2 separate regions of the Mus musculus genome follow, and region 1 is linked to region 2. The links are chromatin contacts, called in public promoter capture Hi-C maps. All regions are on one chromosome and are shown on one strand. The core of a region is the stretch at or near the end of the contact, and the rest is flanking DNA. Distances in the headings are between cores, read along the strand shown. Region 1 holds the start of Pard3 (par-3 family cell polarity regulator). Region 2 holds the start of Egln1 (egl-9 family hypoxia-inducible factor 1).

Evidence for each region. Promoter capture Hi-C pulls out the DNA fragments that hold promoters and counts their contacts.
Region 1: a contact with region 2 is called in a promoter capture Hi-C map of embryonic stem cells, with 2.5 times the contacts expected there. The contact joins the promoter of Pard3 here to the promoter of Egln1 in region 2.

Annotation. Positions count from the first base shown.
Region 1 is chr8:127,059,696-127,066,059 of GRCm38.p6, forward strand. It overlaps Pard3 (par-3 family cell polarity regulator), which reads left to right and starts at 4,361. Exons shown (of 25, transcript NM_001309391.1): 1 at 4,361-4,778. The coding sequence starts at 4,659.
Region 2 is chr8:124,947,959-124,953,982 of GRCm38.p6, forward strand. Egln1 (egl-9 family hypoxia-inducible factor 1) reads right to left here and starts at 1,296. Exons shown (of 5, transcript NM_053207.2): 1 at 275-1,296. The coding sequence starts at 1,096. Gm46060 (a long non-coding RNA gene) reads right to left here and starts at 267. Exons shown (of 2, transcript XR_001778719.2): 1 at 1-267.

The DNA.
Region 1 (6,364 bases), core at 3,111-5,610, 2.1 Mb after region 2:
CAGCGTGGACTATTAAGCAAGACCCTTCCTCATTGCTATACTGTTGGTTAAATACATTACATTGTTATCATTAATTTCATTTGTGGCCATTAGTTACTTGTGATACATAAAATGTTAACTATTGTTACTTGTGTACATAAAAATGTACAGTGTGTTTCACTGGGATGGAATTAGAAGGCCTGTTTTCTTCTGTGTCAGAGGGACTGAGTAGTTTCTTTGGTATCTCCATGGTTGCTACTATGTAGCACGTGAGCATATTTCAGCTTCCACCCATTCATTTCTGAAATCTTTACCAGATTGGACTTCTCTTGAATGAGTGTGACAGATCTGAATGTCCTAATTCATGAAGGAAGACATATGGTGGTGTAAACGTTTCTTGGCTGTGTAATCAAAGAGTAAGCAGTGCATATGTGTGAAATGCTGGTGATAATAATCTTCACAGGATGACTACATTTCAAAAACCTTTCACAAGTTTTTATTCTTTTATTCATGTATGTATATGCCTTTCACATGTTGTTATTATTCTTTGTGTGTATTCATGCATGTGTGTATGTATGTGAAGGCCAGAGGACAGCCCTCAATGTCATTCCTCAGTTGATGGTCATATATGTATATGTGTGTATGTATATTATATATGCACTCTCCAAGTAGATCAGTGAGCCCCAGGGGTCCACCTGTCTCTTCCTCTCCACACTGAGGTTAGGCACTGTGTTTACAAGTAATACCACCAAATCTGGCTTTTGTTTTTGTTTTTGTTTTTGTCCCTCTCAACCCCACCCTAGGTTTCTGGGGATTGAATAGAGCCATCTTCTCAGATCCTATCTCCTTCATTTTCAATTATTAACTTTCTCAGGGTGAGCTGTTTGGTACAATGACTTTCTGACACATATGGAGTGTGTGAGTGTAGCTGGATAAAATTGAAGTTATATTCTGTGTGGTCACATGCACCCACCCAAGCATAGGCACAAAGCCCAGATAAACCCTAATTAATTCTCAGAACTCTCTGGGGTATTCATAACCAATTGAATCAATTAGCTGTGAAACAGAAATACAGACAAAGGCCGTGATTATTTTTTTAACTAGAAACTCTAGACTTTAAGAAAGTAAACAAATTATAAGATATTTACACAACAACATTTGACCCCTGACTTTCATAATTTTGCTTCTCAAAGAGATCAGGTTTTGCTTTAATGCTTACCTCAGACGAGAAGCTATTTGCTAAGCTGAATATTTTATTGACCTGAAGGAGGTCTGGCTATGATCCATCTTTATAGTTAGATGTTATTTAAGGAATATAGTGGCAGAAATAAATTAATTATTTGTCATAGAATTTTGTGAAGTTTTTCAAGACAGCAAAGGGTCTGGCATCTAAGTAATTATGAAGTATTAATTTTAATGAATTTTAATATAGAGATTCATTGCATATATATGTGTGTAAAGAGTAGGGACTAATGGTATATCTGAGTTGTTAGAATGCTTGGTCAGAATGTATAAAGCCTCAGATTATACCACCAGCATTTCCTAAACCAAGGACGGTGGCCCATGCTTGTAATCCAGCACTCTGGAGGTAGAGGAAGAGATTCATAAGTTCAGGATCGTCTTTAAGTACATAATGAGTTAAAGGCCAGTCTGGGACCTGAGAAACTATATCTAAAAGAAAAAAAAAAAAAAACAACTCAATACAAGCACTCAATTTGGCTGTTTTTAGGATCTGCATGGTAAGCTATCTCAAGACTCCAAGGCTGTGCCTAATTCATGAGAATTCAGTTCCATCTGTAGGTACTGAGGCTGCTTACCAGCAAAGCTATGAGGATGTCACAGAACTATACAGGTGAGCTATGGGAAAGCTAGTATATGATTCCACCTTAAGATGTTACCATGTTTCAGGACCTCAAGTTGATGGTGTATGGCTGTACTAGGGAGGGAGGTGGTATGCTTCTAAGAGAGAAGACATTTGATTGACATCTTTTTAGTTGCTTATCAAAGCTTGGGGCATCTTCAACTATGATGCACAAGATTAATGATCATATTTCTATTCAGCTAGCCAGATAAAGTCTTAATCTTTATTATTATTATTATTAACAACAGTACATGGTCTTATGTAGTCCAGGCTGTTCTTTAACTTGCCATGTTTCTGCAAATTACTTGCTATGTGTTGGGGTTACAGATGTGAAGTTTTTATGGAGTGCTAGAGATCAAACTCAGGGGTTTGAACATATTAGACAAGCATTCTACTTAGTATATTCCAGTCCTTGTCTAGTTATATCTTCAGCTTCTTTGAGATATCTTTGCTTACTGCTCTCCAATCATTTGATGTCCTGCCCAGGCTTTGTTAGCATACTATATACCATGGCCACTAGACTCTGCTATGTTACAGGCTCTCACATACTAGTGTATATATATATATACACATATTATATATACACACACATATATATATACATATATATATAATATGTCATACATGTCATATAACATAGCATATATAATATAGCATTAAGATTTTTCATATACAATTTTGTTTGATCCTTACAATTTATGAGATGCATCTCACCAATTTCTTTCCTCAGCTGGCAAAGACAAGGCTGGGGAGAGAGTTAACATCATAGTTGAAAGTACTATTGTTCAAACCTAGAACTTAACCTAAATCAGTGCCTTTTTGTTTTTTTGGACAAAGTCCACTAGCAACTTTATACTCCTCCCATGTGTCAAAAACAGAAACACTACCTTTAATTACCCATAATTATTGTGGGTGCAAGTGTTGTTTTTATTTATATTTTATTTAATGGCTCTCTCTCTCTCTCTTTCTCTCTGTGTGTATGTGTGTGTGTGAAGGTCAGTGGAAAATTGTTGGGGGCTGTTCTCTTTTCTCACCATGTAGGATCTGGGGTTAGAATTCAGGTAGTCTTGGTGGTCGGCACCTGGCAGGCTGAGCCATCTTGGTGGCCCATGGACACAAGTATTGCTAAGATCCCAAACAAGAAAACCTCAGCAGGACTCACCGACATAGTGCGACCAGCACAGGCACTGGTAGACAAGTTGAATGATAGATATAGCCATGTAGAGATAATAAGAGTCTTTCCCATGGCTATGTGCACGCAAGAGTTCTCTTGTGGACTTTGGGAGGGTGAATTCTTGACGGACCCCTGAAAGGACGATACATTTGCTGGGACCAGTGATCATCGGATGGACTGAGAGCAGTCAGAAGGGAGAAAATGTGATGTTTCCTCTGACCTAGAGCCGCATGGCCAAGGAGACTGTGCAGGAGTCTAAAAAGCCAAGGGATTTCTTTGTTTTGCTTATTATTTTTAAAAGAAAGGAGGGATGGATGGAGAGCCCTCAGCACCAGCTGTAGATGCTCAAATTCTGGGGACCACAGGAGTTTTAATAGGCTTAAAATATCATGCAAATTAACTGTCAAACTGAACTTACTGTATTGTGTGGGACAAACTCAGGTCAACAGCGACTCTCTTGAAGTTTGCCATTCTTTGAAGACAACATTTATTTAAGGATCACATTTTCTAAGTAAGTCAGAAAGCAGCTTCAGTCACTTCTCTAGACTTGGTCCACTTTGTTATTAAACACCTTAGAGTTTGCTTATCACCCACTCCCTGTGGAGTTGGGGGTGTGTCAGTGCCTGAGTTTTGAGGCAGCCTTAGCAGCGAGGGAATAGCCTATCTAGAACAGCCTTCCCTCCGAGCGTTCGTACTGTGTTTTTTTTCAGAGGGTTTTAGGTTGCTTAGATTGAGGAATTTTCAAGAAACAGATGTATTTGAACTGCGGTGTTAAGTCCTGCTTATTTAAACAAGTGGGTCACCAAGAAACTTTAAGGTAAATAGTGGCCTCAAGAGGAAGTACCAGGGCGTCCACGCGTCTTCAACCTCTCTCGGGAGCAGCCAATTAATCTCTGCTACAGAACAGCGCCGCCCGGCCTTGCACCGGAGCCAGGCACTTAGGATAGAAACCCTGCTTTGCCTGACCTGGAGCTTCCTATCTTCGCCAGCGCGACTCGGTGGCTCTCGGGCTCTAAAGGCGTCTCCGAGCTTAAACTGCTTTCTCCCAGGAAGGGGATTAAAAGTCACAAAGAAAGGAAGAGGACCTCGCTGGAGCCCTCTGGGGGCGTGGGTGGGGCGTCCCGGAGTGGGCCTCCCACTGCAGCCTACGGCAAGTGGGCTGGAGGAGGACGCGCCCTGCCCCGCGCTGGCCCGAGCACAGCGCCGCGGGCTGCGACGCGCTTCGCCGTGCGGTGAACCGAGCGGCCGGGCAGCGGCGGAGGCCTCGGGGCGCCCCGCCCTGCGCCTCCTCCTGCCGCCTGCGCGCGGTGCTGTGCGCCCAGCCCGTCGCTGCTCCTCCTCCCTGCCTCGCCGTCCCCTCCTCGGAGTCCCGACTGAGCGCGAGCGCCACACGGCCCCGGGCCGCCGCCGAGCGCGCCAAGACGCCGAGACGCCGAACAGGTGGCCGGAGGCTGCAGGCGCCCGGGCGGGGACAGGCAAGGCCAGGCGAAGGCGGCCGGGCTGGACATGGTAGCCGGGCAGCTCTGTGCGGCCGCCTGCTCGCGCCTCTAGCCGCCGGCGCGCCGGCGCAGCGGCCCCACCGCGCCCTGCGTACAGTCTCCCGGCCCAGCGCCGCTCCGGCCACGGACAGCGAGGGACGGCGGCATGAAAGTGACCGTGTGCTTCGGGAGGACCCGGGTGGTCGTGCCGTGCGGAGATGGCCGCATGAAAGTTTTCAGCCTCATCCAGCAGGCGGTGACCCGCTACCGGAAGGCCGTGGCCAAGGTGAGTGGCCTGGGGCGCGCGGCGGGGAGCGGACGGGGGAAAGGCGCGGGGATCAATATGGCGCTTCCTGGAGACGGAGGAGGGAGACCGGGAGGCGGGGAAAGGGAAAGTGCCGCAGCCGACGGCCTCGCCGGCGCCCCCGGCCCGGACCCGCGGCCGTAAAGTTCTCGGCGCGCTCCGGCTGGGCCGCGATCGCCACCCTCACGGTCCCTGGACACTGTCTGGGTCCTCCGGGCTTAGGAGTGGACGGCCGGGTGCCCAGAGCCCGCACGGGGCGAGGCAGAGTGCGGCACGCGGGAGGCGCGGCGTTGCCTGGCGGGGCGCCTTTGCCCGACCGTCCGCGGGCCCTGGCAATCCAGCTCCAGGCCTCTCCCGGAGCAGGCCTGTCCCGGAGGGTTGCCCACGGAACTTTGGGGAGTGTGGGAAGAGTTGAGCGATCTGGTACACGCGGGAGCCGCAGCCGGGCCGTGGACCTTCTGTGTTCTTGCGGGATCTCCGAGTCGCGCGTGCAGCCGTGTTTGGGTCGGCCAGGCTCATGGGCTAAGGTGGGGGCGATGGAGTGGCTCCGGTGCTCGGCTCCTTAAAACACCTAAGCCTAGACTCGCTCCTGGAGTCAGAACTCCCTCTGGCTCTCTACCCCTACCTAGCTGGATGTGCTCCAGTGAGGAGCCCGGGCTTCACTGGGCCTGGGGTCGAAGTAGCCTCTATTTCTCTGTTTTCCTCATGGAGAACATTGTCTCCATTAAACCGCATTCCTCCATAATAGGTCAGAAGTGGAAGGGCGTTTTGTAGGTTGTTTTACCCTCTGTGTTTGACAACAGCCCACGCTGAAGTTTCGTTCTAGCACCTGAGGATATTTCCTTTGTATGAGAGTGGAATGTGTTCCCTTTGGTATTTCCCCGTCTGTTGTCTGTTCAGTGGCCTGCCTTCTGTGACTTCAGAACAAGCGAGAGGAGAAGGTGGCTTTGTCTGCATATGTCGCTGAATGCTCGTGGGTCACCCTCCATTTTTCGCTGAAATTAAGAAAGGGCAAAATGGTTACACCGTTGTTTTGTTTTGTTTTGTTTTTAGTCTGTGTTGGAAAATATAACACAAGATTGCCCCTTTAAGGAGACTTTGGGGGATGGTTGGCAATCTGGTACAGGGATAGGAGATGCTGAGTTCAACAGCTGTAAGTGTTCTTCCAGTTGGTCGAACTCATTGAAAAATCAAACAACATTAGTGGAAATTGGGCACCTGTTTATCTTGTAAAGCTGACAAGAGGGGAAATCCTCTGTAACTTCACACTTAAGTGTTTTAAGCATCATTTCTGACTGACAGTTGGTGATTTACTATTGTAAGGGAAAACCAGGTTGTCTTTGTACTCTGCAGACAAACATCATTAGTTGTGAAAGAAAAGAAAAATGGCAGTAACATATGTAGAATATAGAAGTGTGCCTACTTCCAGAGCAGAGAGCATGACCATGTTGACCTCTTGCTTTGCCGATTTTGTTTGTAAAGCTAGCCATGTTTCTTTCATCTTGCACACCCTGGGCAATGGTCAAGTTGCCTGTTGGGAAATACACAGGTAACTGTTTGACTGGCTG
Region 2 (6,024 bases), core at 46-2,545:
AATCAGAGCCGGGTGCGCGCTAAAAACCGCGGGGCTTTTAACTAGCTCAGGCACACAGGCAAGATAAGATGCATCACCCAGACCCGGTGTAGCTGGTACCCCAACGACCCCCACGAGTGACCAGGGCTCCGGCAGGCTCTGCACTGTGCACTGTGGCAGACAGTACAAGGACAAAAGGAGCCACGCTAAGACAGAGCGCCGGGCCCCGGGTCTGCGGGGGCGGGGGGTGGTCCTCACAGACCCTCCTCCGGTCGCAAGAGCCCCAGCCACTTACTTTCGTTCGGCCGTTTATCCTGTAGTTGCCCAGCTTCCCGCTGCAGTGGCGGATCAGGTCGTCCATGCTGCTCATGAGCAGGCCGATGGTTTCGCAGCCGGGCTCTTTGCCCTCGATCCAGGTGATCTGGTCCCCCCGGATGTCCTTGGAAGAGTCACTCTTCTGGCTGACCAGCTGCCCGTCCGTGAACTTGCCGGTGTCGTGCAGGGCGCGCACCTCATCGCCGATCTGCTGCCCGGTCTCCCTGCCCAGGAAGTCGTCCACCACGCAGATGCCGTGCTTGTTCATGCACGGCACGATGTACTCCAGAGCCAGCTTCAACGCGGGCAACGGCTTGGTCTGCCCGTTGGGCCGCAGCCCTCCACCGGGACTCAGCGCCTCCCCGGGGCCGCCACCCGCTGGGCACAGGCTGGCGCGCTCGGGGCCCGGAGACCGGCTAAGCGGAGGATCCTCGGAGCCGGGCTCTGCTGGGCCGGGGCCGCTCCGGGCCTGCGCCGCGTCCTCCGGGCCCGGTACGCGCGAGGCCGCCGCGCTGTCCCCGCGCCGGGCCGCCCCGCCGGCGCGCGCGGCTCCGGGGGCCCCACCGGGCGGGGGCGCGACGCGGGGCTGCGCCGGCGCGGGCTGCGCGCGGGGGGCCTCGCCGCCCTGGCACACCAGCTTGTGCTTCTTCCAGTCCTGGCGCTGGTGCTCTTTGCAGCAGTAGAAGGAGCTGCGGCAGCGGCCGCAGCGCAGCAGGTTCTCCATCTTCCCGCACAGCTCGCAGTACTGCCGGTCGCGCTCGCTGGCGCTCAGCACGCCGGGCCCGCCGCTGTCACTGGCCATGGCCGCGGCAGGGCGGGCCGCGGGCCGGGAGCGGGGCGGCGGCGGGGCCGTCGGGGCGCCCGCCCGGGGCCGCCGCCCGCTGCGGGAGGCCGCGCGCGCCCTGGCCTCGCCTGCCTTGCCCGGGGCCGCCTAGCGCCGCATCGCGCCGGAGAGAGCGCGGCCTGCGCGGCGCACAGCGCCCTGGGCGGGCGGGCCCAGCCGGCTGCGTCGGGGCGGGCGGGCAGGGCGCGGGCCTGCGGGCGCCACTCGCTCCGCGCGCGCTGCACGTACACCACGGCCCCGGCGACCCGGCGCGCGGGCGGAGAGGGCGGGGGCCGCGCGCACGCGGCGGGCCGGGCCTAGCGGGCGGGCGCGCCGCTTCCTCCGCCCTCCCCTCCTCCTCGCGGCTCCGCCCGGGGCGCGCGTCGCCGGCCTGCGCGCGCGCAGCTCCACCTGCCTGTCCGGGCCCGCCGGCAGCGCTCCGGGGCTGCCTCGGCCACCTCGGTCCCGCGGAGGAGGAAACGGAAGCTCAGACGGCCGCTGGGCCGCTCCAAGCTCCGGGACGGCCGCTGCGCGCTCCCGGTCTGCTGCTCCCCGGAGGCCGCGGAGGGCACAACAAAGGCCCCCCGGGCAGCCTGCTCCGGGACCGGCTCCTGCAGTCGCCGGGCCTGGTTCTGGCTTTGCTTTGTTTTTGCTTTTCTGCGGTCCTTAAACTCTTGAGATTTCTCCCGGTTCCGGTTCGAGACCTCTGGGTTAAGTAAGGTAATCAGGGCTCGGTTCCAGATCCGCATTCAGGCCTGAAGCTCTCAAGAGCATAGTCCGTGAACGAAGCTGCACAGGGAGTTAAAGTCTCACATTAGAATCTGCCAATAGTGTCTGCAGAATTATGAGGATTATTACGGGCTTTCTTTGTTGTCTTGAGACGCAGCCCGGTAGTCCTCGGAAGTAGATTCTCCTACCTCTTCTGGTCAGTGGTAAGGTGATTAGCGTGAGCCCTCTTTGCCAACTCAGTTATCTGCATTTTGTTTGATTTCAGTGTTGTAAATTGAGACGAACACACTAGTTGCTGTTTCTTTGTTTTTATGAAACCTTCAAACCTCATAGAGCTTGGCACGGTGGTAAACGGCTTTAATGCTGGCACTCAGAGGCAGGAAGATCATTGTGAGATTGGGGCCAGCCTGGGCTACAAAGTGAGTTCCAGGATCAAACGCACTTGCACACACAGCTCAGAGAAACAAACCAGAGACTGTCGGTTCCACGTGTGATTTGTAGTAAGTAACTAGTGGGGCCGGGGCAAGGAGAATGACGGGTATATTTGGAGCTGCAGAGAGGGAAGCAAGAGCTGTACAGGTTGAGGACCAACCTGCTCTATGTGGTGGGTTCTGGGACAGCCAGGGCTACGGAGTTCGACATGGTCATACAGCCTCCAAAACAGAAGGACCTCCCTAGGTGCAAACATTTGTCATAATGTACACACACGGTCGTATACTTGAGTGTAGCCATTGGGACAGACAGCCGAGAATTTAAAATTGCTGTTTGGATGCCAGGGGGAACACAGAAACGGGAATTGTTAGCTCTGCCATTTGAATGAAGTTGCAAGCAAACAACTCCGAAATGTAAGAGCGACAACATTTACACGCATACACTTTGAGAATAATCTTGAAGCTGAACATGGTGGTAGCACACGTCTGTAGTGCCAGCTCTTGGGAGATGGAGACTGAGTTCATCTTTGCTTACACAGAGGCCACCCCTGACTACATGAGCTCCTTCCCAGTGCAAAAATACAAAGCCATTTTGATCTGGGGGTGTAGTTCAGGGGTACAGTGCTTGCTTGCTGTATGCAAAGCCCTCAGTTCATTTCCCGGGACCAAAGAAAATATTTTTCTGAAATGCATACATTGAATGCAGGAAGCAGGCTGGGCCTGTGGCTCATTTAGCTCTTTGCTGGAAGCCTAGAGTCCTAACCTTGATCCCCAGGAACCTCCCCCCACAACCTCCCCCCCCACACAAGTAAGTAGATATAAGTAGAATCAGATAGTTCTTCGGCCTCTTTTTTGCTAGAGTACATACACTTTTTTTTTTTTTAACTGTTTGTAAAAGGAACTTGTCTTGGCAGGAAGCAACAAGCAGGGAATTTGTTACAATTCTTTTACATTTACTTGCTTGTACTTATTAAAATTGCCCACATAGTCAAAGGACTCTAATTTTTTTTATTACAGCTTATTGGTTTAGGGTGTATGTGTACATAATGTGGGCATGTACAATCCACAGTGCGTCTGGAGGTCAGAGGACAACAGAGGAAGCTCTCTCCTTTGCTCTCTCCTTCAATCTCGGCTCAGGCTCAAGGTGTCGGTCCCAGGACCTCTCCCTGCCAAGCCGCTGACCCCAACAGTTTCTCTCTCAGGAGGTTAACGTTCAGTTTAGCTCTCTACATGGTTTGTGTGTGTGTGTGTGTTTAACTGTATTTTTTACTGAATTCTACTTAAAGACATCAGACTTAAGATTTTAGTGAACAGAATCAGTCATGGCTCTCATGCGGTCGCACACTGACAACGCTGAAACAGTTCCGAGTTTCAAGTTCCAGGCCAGCCTATCTCAGAAGACAAGTAACCCAGAAATGCCTGGTTACTTTTCTTGTTGCAATTAAGCATATAGAATCACAAACATACAGTTAATAGAAAGTCAAATACAGAAGGCAGGAAAGATGGATCAGTGGTTAAGAGCACTGGTTGTTCTTCCAAAGGACCTAGGTTCAAATCCCAGCACCCATGTGGCAGCTCACAACTATAACTCTAGTTCCAGGGCATCTGAAATTTTCTCACCAATGCATACAAATTATATATATATACAATATATATAAAATACATACACATTTACACACATATATTACACATATATATTTACATATATATAAATAAAATTATATATATATATATACATATATGTGTATATATATTCAAATATAAAGTACTCCTTTCAAATGTTTCCAAAAGTCCACAATTATGGACTTTGTGATTATTGTAGTTTGATAACTTAGGCAGTAATTCTCATCTGGGAGGTCTTGGTTAGCGTGCCACTGACTAAGTTGCTTGGATAAGAATCTGGTCTACCATCACCATGGTAGCTGTCAACATAAAACTGTCTTAATGGTCAGTCTATGAAGTAGGAAGTGGTAGAGGCTCCATTGAACAGAAGGTGAGTGGTATGCTGTGGGAGTTGCTGCTTTTCAGGCAGTGCCTGCCTCCAGCCCGTCAAAAACAACATGGTGAAAACAGACTGAAGATTTCAAGGAAGTGCCACTTTGTCTGCTCCTACATGACAACCTGGACCACAGCTGATTGCTACCTGAGTGGCCACCATTCTTGGCGGGAGCTCCCCTAAGTTAGGAAGCAATGATCTCAGAAGTGTCAAAGGCAGACACCAGGCAGAGAGTGAGGTTCCAGGGGCAATGGTGTGATGGTGGCATGTTCCTGAGGCAGGAGGATTGAAAGTTGAATTCTTGCTTACAGAGTGTGCCTGGGCTACAAAGCAAGTTCAGGGTCAGCCTAGACAAGTTAGTGAGGCCCAAAGTCTCCAAGTAGTAAAGTAAAAACATTGAGCAATGCAGCTAGATAACAGAGAAGGTGTGACATGGGCAAAGTCTCTTTGTAGCCCAGGCTGGCCTCATTCAGGATCCTCCTGCCACACACTGAGTTCCTCAGCCTCCTGCCTAGACACATGCGTGTGCGCGCGCACAAACATATACGCACACAAAAATGACTTGGGGTTTTTTGTTTTGTTTTGTTTGTTTTACGAGACAGGGTTTCTCTGTGTAGCCCTGGTTGTCCTGGAACTCACTCTAGACTAGGCTGGCCTTGAACTCACAAGACTGGCATTCCAAGTACAGAAATCAAGCACTGCTGCCACCACCTAACCTAGTTCAGTTTGCTTTCCTCTTCTTTTATATTTATTTTATTTTTATTTTATGTGTATTGGTGATTTGACTACATGTATGTTTGTATAAGGGTGTCAGATCCCCTGAAACAAGAGTTACAGAGAGCTGCAAGCTGCTCTGTGGTTCCTGGGAATTGAACCCAGGACCTCTGGAAGAGCAGCCAGTGCTCTTAACCGCCGAGCCGTCTCTCCAGCTCTGAGTTCAGTTTCTTAAGATATTGAATGTGTCCTAAATCCTGACAATCACTAAACATTCCTAGCATAGTGTCTTTTCCACCCAAGGGACAGAGTGCCTGATTGTGACGAAGGACCTCCGGCTTCTCCCTGTGACCATTTTGTCTGAATCCGATGCAGAGGGCCAGGATAGCATAGGCATTTCACCAAGATAAACAGGAAGACAGTCTCTGAGTTCTGGGGAACGGGCTGGAAATCAGCCATTTTCTAACTTTGGTTTGGGGACGCACTCATGGGTGTGGCTGGAAGCAGCACCTGCTGTCCATGAAAGGGGATCTGCCAGGCCCACGGTGAGCTTCCTTCCTGCAAGGCTGTCTCTAGTGAAAATAAACCGTCCAGTGAGACTTTATGTCCAGGAAAGTGTACCAGTGACCAAACCTTAATAGATTTGGATTTTAAAGTTGCCAAGAAATAATAATAATAATAAAATTACACTCATTGTTCATTAAAATTTTTCTTTTAAAAAAAACATTTGCCGGGCATGGTGGCGTATGCCTTTAATCCCAGCACTTGGGAGGCAGAGGCAGGCTGATTTCTGAATTCGAGGCCAGCCTGGTCTACAGAGTGAGTTCCAGAACAGCCACAGAGAAATCCTGTCTCAGAGGAAAAAAAAGAAAAGAAAACATTTATTCTGCCAGGCGTGATGGCACACACTTTTAATCCCAACACTCAGGAAGCAGAGGCAGGCGGATCGCTGAGAGTTTGAGGCCAGCCTGGTCTACACCATAGTGAATTGCAGGACAGCCAGGGCTATGTAGAAAGACTTAAAAAATAAAAAAAAT